2 separate regions of the Mus musculus genome follow, and region 1 is linked to region 2. Evidence: chromatin contacts called from public HiChIP or PLAC-seq data. All regions are on one chromosome and are shown on one strand. The core of a region is the stretch at or near the end of the contact, and the rest is flanking DNA. Distances in the headings are between cores, read along the strand shown.

Evidence for each region. HiChIP or PLAC-seq counts read pairs in DNA pulled down with a chosen protein or histone mark.
Region 1: an H3K27ac HiChIP or PLAC-seq map of T-cell acute lymphoblastic leukemia shows a contact between it and region 2, with 4 times the contacts expected there. The contact joins two enhancer-like sites. A contact is called at or near these places in 2 of 484 Hi-C or Micro-C datasets (the 3T3-L1 cell line and CD4 T cells) and 3 of 115 datasets of contacts at active chromatin or transcription factors (T-cell acute lymphoblastic leukemia, embryonic stem cells and pancreatic cancer cells).

What each region holds. Positions count from the first base shown.
Region 1 is chr15:4,042,404-4,045,103 of GRCm38.p6, reverse strand. All of the region lies in intron 3 of Oxct1 (3-oxoacid CoA transferase 1), which reads right to left. Among named protein-coding and RNA genes, the nearest start is that of BC037032, 16 kb to the right of the region's middle. Within about 2 kb of position 1,258, at least 77 of the 459 cell types and tissues checked have an H3K27ac peak or open chromatin away from gene starts, as enhancers often do. A contact at or near this core is called in T-cell acute lymphoblastic leukemia, where this site is marked.
Region 2 is chr15:3,233,112-3,235,811 of GRCm38.p6, reverse strand. No RefSeq gene overlaps it. Among named protein-coding and RNA genes, the nearest start is that of Gm30057, 17 kb to the left of the region's middle. Within about 2 kb of position 1,446, at least 97 of the 459 cell types and tissues checked have an H3K27ac peak or open chromatin away from gene starts, as enhancers often do. A contact at or near this core is called in T-cell acute lymphoblastic leukemia, where this site is marked.

The DNA.
Region 1 (2,700 bases), core at 9-2,508, 810 kb before region 2:
TGTGTTCTTTGTACAGGTGTTGGCTACATGGCCACTCAGCTTGTAAAGTCCCTTTGGTACATCTATGTAGGGTCAGTTTTCTATATCACTCTATATTAGGTATCTACAGTTTTTTTTAAAGGATAAAACTGCCATGAGAGTCCCAAGGTGGGAACCCTCTGAAGAGAAGTGGGGAGGGGACAATGGGTGGAGGGATTTCTAAGGACAGGACTAGGAGAAGAAGAGGAAGGGGGGCTCCGACTGGGATGTAATATGAATAAAAAAATAAATTATGTGAAAAACTGCAATGAGATTGACTGTGAAATCTTCTTAGAAACAGCGGCCTGTATTTCCTCCTCTTGAGGGCCACATTCACGTTCTGCTGGGCTGTGTGGTCTGCACAACTCACTCATCCAGCAAGCCCAGACTGAGTGCTTATTCCACCCTAGAGAAGGGATGTCAGCCTGTGTGGCTACAGCCCAGAGAAGGCTTATGCCTGTCCCTGTGTAGACCTGAGAGTTCCGAGGAAATAAACAGGAAGCCTGTAATTGCAGCAGAGGGGAGGGATGTGTTAAGTGATGTCTTTAGAATACATGATGGGAACACAGAAGATCAAGGACCACAGATGGAGAAGGGGGTGGAGAAAGTCTAGCAAGGGGAAAAGGTTGTACAGAGGTGAAAATACACAGAATCCAAAGAAAACACTGTTTGAGAACAAGGTCAGAGATGGAGATCCTGAGGCAGGAGGCATCTTGCTCAGGGCTCAGAAGGAACAGCATGTGGACTAGAGGCAGGAGTGGGAGGAAGGCCTGATTGTGATCTGCCTGGAGGGACTTCATCCTGAAGGACAGAAGATGGCAGGCGATTAGATGGCAATTCAGCTGACAGGAGACAGGCTATACCATGGATTCTGAAAACCCCATCAAAGGCAGGGAGATCAGCGAAAGGTCAAAGACGGTGAGCGTCTGAACTAAGGTGGAGGCGGCAGCAATGGAGAAGAGGGGGGTCGCTCAATCAAGAGACACTGGGGAGACGGTTCATCCAGCTGAGCTGCCTGGCACAGACACACGGGACCTAACAGAAGAGTGAACTGGGGTTATTAATCCAATGGCCCCTAGCAACATCCCACATGTTTAACATGCAAAGGTGTTAAGTATGGCAGCCTGTGGGACAAACTACTAGCATTTCTTTCAACGACCACTTGCCTATGTTCTGTTAACAGGCTCACCAGTGCCCATTCCGATTCACAGGGCTCCTTCATGATCTGTAGGCTTGCTCTTCCCCTCCCCACAGCATCCTGCACACCACATCCCTCGAGGCCTACAGTTAACGAGAAACTGTTAATCATTCAGAAATCTGTGCTTCCTACCCACCAGAGGCATAAAAATACCTATACAATTTACATTCTCTTTCTTTCTCTCTCTCTCTTTCTTTTCTCTCTCTCTGTCTCTCTCTCGCTCTCTCTCGCTCTCTCTCACTCTCACTCTTGCTCTCTCTCGCTCACTCTCTCTCACTCTCTCTCTATAAAAGAAAATTAAAGGCTAAGCAGCATTTCCTTTCCCTTCCTGGTGCAGTTTCCGTTAACAGGTTCCAATGAAGTCCGTGAAGGAGATCACACACAAGATCGACTTCACCTCACCCAGGGCAAAGAGGGGAAGTGGCAGGGCTGTGGCTTCTCATCTACCCAATCTTCCCCTAAGTACAGAAGACAGTAAGCAAACCCCCACCCCATAGTTTCCTACTTTGAAAACTTCTTTAAAGGGGGAAACAGCCTTATGGGTTAATAACATACTTGTCCACTAGAGGGCTCCAGGTGCCGGAGATACTGTCTTCTTAGTGAGTAAAGTTTTCTGTTCTTTCTCTCTTCTGGTTTTCTTTCTCCTTCCTCTTCCTCCTTCTCTTTCTTCCACGCCCTTCCTCAAGCACCCTTCCTCTAACCTGCTCCTGAGACTCAGGCCCTGCTTGACGTTAGCAATTCCCCCTCCTAACTTAGCTTCTTTCAGCAGCCTGGTGCGCAGCAGAGCTCAGCAGCTCCCTCCTAGAGATGGGCAGAAAGAAACCTAGAGGAGTGATCTTTAACTCTCCACCCACCAAGTCTATCTCCACAACCTGTTTAGGCATCAAACCGTTTCTTGCTCCCCGTTCTACCTGGTACCATCTTTTAGGGCAACCTCATCTGCTTCATCTGCTTCTTCTGCTTCTGCCCCTACAATCTACTTTGAATATGGCAGCCAAATAACACTTTATAAAACATAGAAGTAGAAAGGGCCACCACTCTGCAAAGGTAGCCTTCATTCGGAATAAAGCAAAGTGCTCTAGAGCAGCAGGCAAAGCCTGCCAATTGCACGCCTTCTCTGTCTCTGACATCATTCCTGCTGGGCTAGTCTTCTGTCACTTCTCTGCCTCTCTGTTGTCCCTTCAGCTCCCCAGGTCCTGCCAGACATGCTTCCCCAAGGGCCTTTTCCTGTCTCTGAAACTATTCTCTGCACGGCTGGCTCCTCTCTCACATCCTTCAAGTGTGGGCTCAGAGGCGACCTTAGCATCATCCTGATTACACCACTGATTGCTGACAGCAGCCTCCCTACTTGGTTCCCAATCCTCTTGCTTACTTGCTTCCTTTTTTTACCCCATGTTACACAGCTTTCCAATGTATCAGAAAATTTGCCCATTTTTATGTTGACTACCTATTATCTGTCTTTCCCAAATAGAACAGAAGGTCTG
Region 2 (2,700 bases), core at 197-2,696:
TTTTCAACGTGTCCCTCTATAGACTATAGGCCCAAGCACCACCATGTTCACTTGGTGCAAGCCTTCCTAAGTATTTGATTCTCTTTTTTTATTATATATTTTATGTATTTATTTTGTGTATGTGTGTACATGTGTGTAGCTCACCTGCCATGGTGTGTGTGTGTGTGTGTGTGTGTGTGTGTGTGTGTGTGTGTATGTATGTAAGTGAGAAGACAACCACAGGAGTCAGTCCTCTCCTTCCACCATGTGGATCCTGGAGCTCAAACTCAGATCATTTGGTTTGGAAGCAAGAATCTTTACCTGTAAAACCAACTGTTGGGTGTTATTAGCTATTTCAACTGAGCTCAACGATCTCCAGACATTTCTAGAAGGAAGAGTAGTCTAACAAATAGCTGTTGATAGCCTCCCTCACCTTCCAGGCAGTGATCAAATCCTCTCCCTAAGCTTCTCTTACTCTCCCTCACCCTCTATTAGGGAAATTCAAAGGATTTCCTAAGTTGGAAATGTGTTAGCATTTGCTGTCTGCTTGCACTTGCTGTTTACTAGCTGTGTCCTAAGTGCTTTGAATGAGTTACTCTGGTGTCCTCAGCATCCCAGGTGATTGTTATTGCTTACTTTTTATAAGAGAACCACAAAATTATGTAGTTTTCTCTTTTAGAAGAAGTAGCAGAATACATCACCCCAAAGCATGCCACTTTCACATGTTGATCGTTGTAGGGTAAGAAAGTAAAAGAAGCAGACACAAAAATATCCTTTTACCTCACCATCTCTGTCAGGAAGAGCAGCAATTCTTTCTCTCTTTCTTCTTTCTTTCTTTCTTTCTTTCTTTCTTTCTTTCTTTCTTTCTTTCTTTCTTTCTTTCTTTCTTTCTTTCTTTCTTTCTCTCTCTTCTCTCTCTCTCTCTCTCTCTCTCTCTCTCTCTCTCTTTCTTTCTTTCTTTCTTTCTTTCTCCTTCATTTTCAGTATCATTTTAAGTTTTTTTCCTCAATGGCTGAGGACAACCCCATCCTTTATTAACTCAGAGAAAGGGACAGAAGAATATTCATGGCAGACCCAGCTAACTGGTCTCTGTCTCTGTTGGTCACCCACATAGGATTCCTTCCTACAGCCTGAGCCATGCTGGAAGCTCAAAATTCTTTCCCTTTGTTTTCTCAGTTCTCTGATCATTGTTTTCTCCAGACATTCTGTATGAGTGGAGGCTGTAACCATCCCTCAGAGTCACCTACCCCATCCCCTTCCCCAGCCACCCCCCCTCCCCACTTCCGAACACACGGTGTACATGTTAATACCTGTGCTTGTTTTACTAGCCAATCCTTTGCCAATCTTATTCACAGGGCCCCAGTCAACAAATTTAAAATCTAAAGAGAGGAAACATAAGATCAGTAGTTGATGGAGCAGGCAACCAAGGACAACAGTCAATAGTGCTGTGTGTGCCAACCACAGAGAGGAGAGAAACAGGAAGTGTGTGGCAAAAGGGAACCTTGTGGTCACAAGAGAATGGTTTCAGGGACAAGAGAATTGGGTGCACATTTTACATACCAAAGCAGACCTGGTTCTCTCAGGATCCCTCAGTCCCTACCTGGCATACCTGCCCCCAACCCTGCCAACCCTGAATTTTCCAGTCCAGGGGCTGGGCTGCCCTTCCCCACAGAGGCTCTTCTCTGTATAATCCAGACTCTCTCTCTCTCTCTCTCAATCTCTCTCTCTCTCTTCTTCCTCTCCCTTTCTCCTCCTTGTCTCTGTGACTGTTCCCTTTTTCTCTCCCCTCCCCTCCCCTCCCCTCCCCTTTCCCCATGGCAACTCCACTGGCCTCAATCTTTGAGGCAAGTGAACCTACCCACCCAAGAGCAGCTTCCCAATAAACTTGCCTTTAACCTAATCTAATCTAATTTGGCTAATTTCACTGGCTGCGGAGAAATAACCTATCAATAAGTACTAGGGGAACCTGGAATGTTTGTTAGCTTACAGGGTAATTCCATCAAGGGAAGGAATGCTGTACCTGTTTTCCATCCAGAAGGCTGCGAGAGGATGGATGGATGTGCATTCTAGCCTGGTGTCCTTTGTGCTGTCTGTGTGGCCAGAAACCACACCAGACCCTCCCACAAACCCTTGCTCTTCTCAGCCAGTCTTCAGAACCTATCTAGACAGAAAGCGTTACACTTACTTTGCAAAGAGTCTTTATTTAGCTTACTGTCTCTCAAACAGATTTATAAGTGTTTTAACATGCATACAAGATTGAGTTCATTATCATCAGAATAAGTCTTCACCAGACTGTGCTGTGCTTAAATATGGCTAAAATAAGCTAGTCATGGGCAGACTCCCAAGGTACTGGTTACTTAGTTGTGTTGAACATAACTGTTGGTGGAGGTTGGAGACTCCTGCAGCCAGGAAGGAGACCTGTTCACTGGTGTAATGGAGGGATAATTTAGTGAAGGTGGTGCAGGCAGGAAGAGCCTAGCTCCTGCCCCTCCTCCTGTTGTGCCTGTCTTGCTTTTCTCTCACCTGCCTGTGCCCTGGGGGCAGTGGCTTCTTGCCTTCCTCCCTTTCTAGCAGGTCCAGCCAAGCCTCCTTTGGCTCTTCCTCAACTTTCAGTAGCTAAACGAGTTAATTCATTAGAGAACCCAAAAGGACGCTGTGTTTCAGCGAATAGTCCAAATGCTTTCTTCCATCCAAATTTCCCATTAATAAAACTTATATACT